Linked DNA regions of Mus musculus: region 1 is linked to region 2. The links are chromatin contacts, called in public HiChIP or PLAC-seq maps. All regions are on one chromosome and are shown on one strand. Each heading gives the region's core, a stretch centred on a gene start, on an enhancer-like site or on the middle of the called end of the contact. The rest is flanking DNA. Distances are from core to core; before and after follow the strand shown. Region 1 overlaps Gm35315 (zinc finger protein 431-like). Region 2 has its middle 21 kb from the start of Gm35089.

Region 1 (2,723 bases), core at 4-2,503, 240 kb after region 2:
CACCAGTGAAGAGCTCTTACTGGTCTTGCAAATAACTGAACTCAATTACCAGTACTTGTGTGCCAGGGCTTCACAACTATCCAAGTTCAGAAATTCTGAAGCCATTTTCTGACTATTATGGGGACCAGGTATACATAATGTGCATATTCATGCACACAGGCAAAATACTCATTCATTCAAAAAAATCAAAACAACCACAACAGGTAGGAAGAATGCTATGCACCTGCAATCCAATGACTCAGAAAGCTCAGGCAGTAAAGCTCAGGCAGTATCAATGTCATGAATACTCCCCATCCTGAGAAACAGAAAATTCTCTCTGCCAAATGTCAAAATTCACAACGTGCATGAAGATCAACACAACAGCACATGCTTGACATGTACCAAAATCTACATTGCAAGCCCATCAGTTAATGATATAAAAACAAACAAAGAAAGAAAAAGCCAGGCATGTTGGCCCACATTTAATCCCAGCACTTAGGAGCCAGAGTCAGGTGGACCTTTAAGTTTGAGCCTTGATTGTTCTACACATCTACTTTCAGGACAGCCAGGGCTACATAGAGAAACTTTGTCTTTAAAAACCAAAGCCAAAACAACAAAATTAAAAATATAAAAACACCAGGTTCACAAAATAGTTTAGCATTGAATAACAACTGCTTCAACTGCATCTCATGTAAATTTAGGGATAGAGTCTATAATGGTAAAAGCAAGACAACATGAGAATGAAGCTGACTGATCAGGTTCAACCACAACACAGTACGGACGCACATGCACGCGCATACACACACACACACACACCAGGAAATGGGTTGAAACTATAGACACTCAAATCTCATCCCCAATAAAGAATCTACAAAGGTCCCTCCTAGGAAAGCTTCTTTTTTTTTTTTTTTTTTTTTTTTTGGTTTCTCTGCGTACCTCTGGCTGTCCTGGAACTCACTTTGTAGACCAGGCTGGCCTCGAACTCAGAAATCCGCCTGCCTCTGCCTCCCAAGTGCTGGGATTAAAGGCGTGCGCCACCACACCTGGCTCCTAGGAAAGCTTCTAATGAAAAGACTGTATTGGCCAGAGCCAGGCTGACTCCATGACAGGCTGCAAACTGACAATTTGGGAGACTAGGCCTAAGTTTCTGCTTCCCAGAACTGGAAAAGTCCAAACAAGTCAATTCCAGGAAAACGACCCCTCCCCCAATCATGAGCAGCCAGGAGCTGCCCCTGCCATCAGGCATGAGCCAAGCCTGAGCCAAGAATAGTTAACGAGCAATGGTTCCAGAACATCCCCTAAATTCTCTAGAACCTTGACCAATCCCAAAGACACACACACCCCCTGGGGATTGAGTCAAACAATCGGGATAAAAGTCACCTACTCCTCCCTGGAATTCCCCTAATCGGGTTTAAATGGAGCTTGCAAAGCTCACAAGTCTGTCCCCATCCTGCATGATAGAATTCTGCAGAATAAAATGCTCTTTGCTTTTGCATACTATTTGAGTCTGGGGTCTTCCTTCAGTGATTCTTGGACCCTAACATTATAAGCTCCTCAAAGAAAGCCACAAAAAAAAGAGACAAGTGTTCATAGACAACATTATATCTGGGAGCTCTCTGACTCAATCAGCTACATTCTAACCCTGGTCACTATAGGCTCATGGCCATCCATGATGAAAATGTATTTCGTTTAACTTCAATGATCTTAAGAGTCTGCAGCAACCCATACACTGTTCAGATGTCCAAAGTCTCTTCTGACACTCTTGATTGCCACATCTTGTAAAAAATCAAAACGTAAGTTATATCTTCCCAACATACAAAGGCACAGAATGCCCCCTCCCATCCAATAGAGAGGAATGTGTACATAGTGTGGGAAGACTGGACCAAGGCAGAAAACCCAGCAGGACACACACCACATCCTGTAGCTCTGTCTCAGACACAAGGGGACTCAGTCTCAAAAGGCTTAGATGGCCCTATCCCTGAAACTTCTCATACATCTCTCAGTTTAGTTACTTGCACTCTCTCTATGCCGCTCTCCATGGCAGGTGTCTCCTAGCTTAGGTATCTCAATATGTCCTGGTGTCAGAATGCAACTCAGGCTTTATCCTCACAGATTCATACAACGCACTCTCACAGCATCCTCCCTCACTGGGACTTTGACTCTGCTAAACATAGATGGCTGAAACAGTGATGAACTGAAACCACAGGGGAAGAATCTAGGACCTTACATCTTGTTTCCAGAACTTGGGTGATCCTGCAAGGTTTGGGTTCTAAATTGGGATGGACCATGCCACCTTGGACTACAGTTGTAGCAGGTTTTATATGAATTTCCTTCCTGGATCTAGGAATCACTTTGCCTACTTCTTCCATTGGTTGAAGGCTTAGCAGGAGGGTGTGCTTCCCTTAGGACACCTTCTTAGGCTTTTTTTTTTCTCTGTATAGGCCTGGCTGTCCTGGAACTCACTTTGTAGACCAGGCTGGCCTTGAACTCAGAAATCCGCCTGCCTCTGCCTCCCAAGCGCTGGCTAAGTAAGATTCTTAAGAATACCATCTTGTACATGATTTACACGAGGGAAAAGGAAGATGAGGGCATCTATGAAGTCAGCCGAAAGATAAAGAAACTATTAAGTCAGCAGAAACATCATACAATGGGACACATTCAGAAGTCTAATCTAACAGTGGTGCACAAGGGAAAACTCAGTGTTTCTCAAAAACATTTCTGACCAAACTTCTAATGGCCTTACA
Region 2 (2,756 bases), core at 7-2,506:
AGAGACAGTATCCTAATTAATAAAATCAGAAATGAAAAGGAGGATATAACAATGAAATATATCTTAAAATAATTACTCTCTTTAAAAAATATTAACAATTGAAAATATTAAAATCATGTTCTACAAAACAAAAACAAAAAACGAAGTAAAGGAGCCCTGTTTTCTCTCTATACCCAGGGCCTCAGGGAAAGCTCCTAAGGACTAGGCCCAGGCTGTGACTGGCTCTGCCAAGAGTGTTCCTGGGTTTCAGAAGGAGGTGTGTCCTTCTCCAGACATGGGGACTTCAGGGAAAGCATAGCTGGATCAGGCCTACACTCAATGCAATGGTTGTGGGTTTTTCTGTTTTGTTTTGTTTTGTTTTTTTAAGTTTTCAAATGGTTGTCACTAGATGTCATCTAGCCATTGTGGCAGAACTATGCTTTTCTCAAGAAGAAAACTGCGCCTTATGGCACAAGAGGCCTTGCTTTTGGTTGTGATCCTGTAATGAATGCCCCATTAAGCAGCTGGTTAGAGGCCTGCTCTTTGATAAGGGGATGGGCCTAGTGGCAGATTATAAATCAAGTTTGTTTCCTTTGTTATGATTTCTGGACAATGCTGGTGAACAAGCATGTGTACCCTAGCATCCTAACCTCTAACTGCCCTGGCTGGCATAGTACTTATCTGTGAGGTGTGCGGCAGTCCTCCCTCAGCTAAATTCTACTTGGTGTGCCTTACTATTTCCTAAGCTTTACTAAATCCTTTACATCATCAGTTTTACTCTTTAACATCACAGCTTGACATTGAATTGCTACCCAGCACAAGAGATGCCTTTTACAGCCTCCACAAAATTAACTCCAAATGCATTGTCCACCTTAATGTCAAATGCTAAGAACAGAACTTGTAGAAAGTCGGACTCTCTGAGTTTGGGATCACGCCAAAGATCTCTCTACACACAAGCCAAATGTTCTGCACAGATGCAGCCCCCAGAGCGAAGTTATTCAGACGCTACAGCTGGGTCTCGCAAGTGGCTAGGACCTCAGGGGACATCGCACATGGCTGCGGATTCCCACTGAGTCCCAGGAAAGACCCACCACAGCAGCTCGCGCTGCTCAGACCCCTGCTTCTCCCCATTGTTTTCAATGACCCTGTACTCACCATGCCGCAACTTCGGAGCTTGCCTGAGCACCCTCCACAGCATCCAGCGGCAGGACAGAGAACACAGCTTAAGGGACCTTTCAAGCCTGCTCAGCTACTAAGCGAAACCGACCCAAGGTATCCGGAAAAACCCGCCTTCCCTTCTGACTGGCAGGTCCCCCTAGAGGCTCTGATTGGCCAGTAAGTCTTGAGTGACTCGAGCACCTCCCTTAGGGTTAGGGTTTGCTGAAGGTACACAGTGCAGAGGTTCTCAGCCCTAGCTTCAAGTCCAGTGCCTGACTTTTTCCAGATCTACAGGGATTTGCATTTCTGTAGTATTTGTGCCTGTCCTCCAATAGCCTACCCATCTGTCTCCCTGCGCAGCCCCAGGAAGGCTCCACCACTCCACCTGGCACTGCTCAGCCACTTGCTCCTTGCATTTGTAGGGTTTCTTTCAGGTAGGGATTTTTTATTCATTTGGAGACTAATGTGATGTACAAAGGCTTCACCATACTGAATACCTTCATAGGGTTTCTCTCCAGCATGAATTCTTTCATACCTTTGAAGATAACTGTGACATGCAAAGGCTTTACCACACTGGATATTTTTAGAGGGTTCTCTCCAGTAAGACTTCTTTCATGCCTGCAAAGATAATTGGCACATGTGAAAGCTTTACCACATTCACTAAACCAATGAATCTTTTTATCTATAGGAATTAATTTTACAATTTGGTCTAATTGTAAAGAGGAATCATATCGTAAGATTTTTATCACTTTGTTTACATTCATGGGTTCCCCTTAATTATGGTTTGTTTTGCAAATCTGTAATGGTAAGAGTGTTATTACATGGCCCACATTTGTAGCATTCCTTTTCTCCATGAGAAATTTTTTTTTTAATTTTAAGAGAAATGGAAGAGCTCAGAGCTTTACCGCACTGAGTACATTCACAAATTTTCCTATATTGTGAAATACACTACATTTTCATACTACATTGGCAAAGTAAACCAGGAAATCATAAAAGAATTTCCACAATCCTAGTACTCATAGGGATTTTCTGCAGTGCGAGTTTATGGATATATTCCCAATTAAGTTGGAAAACCACCTAATTATAAACTTGTATCACACTGAGAAAGTTTGTGCAAATGTAGACTACTATATATTCTAAGTGTTCTGGGAAAGAGAGGTACATTGCTTATTTCAATATCCATATGCTCAAATGGCCTGTATCCATTGTGATACAGGATATACCTATTAAAAAAGAATAACAAATGAAAGGTTTCCACATTGCATTCACGCAGTGTGGCTGTTTGTTCTTCATAGACATATGGTATAGGAATTAAGGTTTGTTCTCAACAACATTCTTGACTCTCATTAACTGCCCCTCTCACTTCAACATAGCAATGTTAGTCTAGAAGTAATCAGCTTTACTATGGAATAATTGCTTATTAGAAACATATACTTATCACCTAATACATATCTTTGGCAATATGTGAGTAGTATAAAACTAGAATAGCAGTTCTATAGAGTAGCTGGAATGTGACTCTGATTCAAATGATAATATCAGTTCAGGCATTGTTTCCTTGTCTTCTCTTTTAGAGAAATTCTTTGAAAACACAAATCAGACACCTGATATTGAGGTACATG

The links. HiChIP or PLAC-seq counts read pairs in DNA pulled down with a chosen protein or histone mark.
Region 1: a contact with region 2 is called in an H3K27ac HiChIP or PLAC-seq map of embryonic stem cells, with 3 times the contacts expected there. The contact joins two enhancer-like sites. A contact is called at or near these places in 3 of 484 Hi-C or Micro-C datasets (embryonic stem cells and trophoblast stem cells), 7 of 115 datasets of contacts at active chromatin or transcription factors (bone marrow-derived macrophages, embryonic stem cells and memory CD8 T cells) and 1 of 9 other capture datasets (adipose tissue).

Annotation. Positions count from the first base shown.
Region 1 is chr5:110,081,933-110,084,655 of GRCm38.p6, forward strand. All of the region lies in intron 2 of Gm35315 (zinc finger protein 431-like), which reads right to left. Among named protein-coding and RNA genes, the nearest start is that of Gm35315, 12 kb to the right of the region's middle. Within about 2 kb of position 1,254, at least 4 of the 459 cell types and tissues checked have an H3K27ac peak or open chromatin away from gene starts, as enhancers often do. A contact at or near this core is called in embryonic stem cells, where this site is marked.
Region 2 is chr5:109,843,800-109,846,555 of GRCm38.p6, forward strand. No RefSeq gene overlaps it. Among named protein-coding and RNA genes, the nearest start is that of Gm35089, 21 kb to the right of the region's middle. Within about 2 kb of position 1,257, at least 102 of the 459 cell types and tissues checked have an H3K27ac peak or open chromatin away from gene starts, as enhancers often do. A contact at or near this core is called in embryonic stem cells, where this site is marked.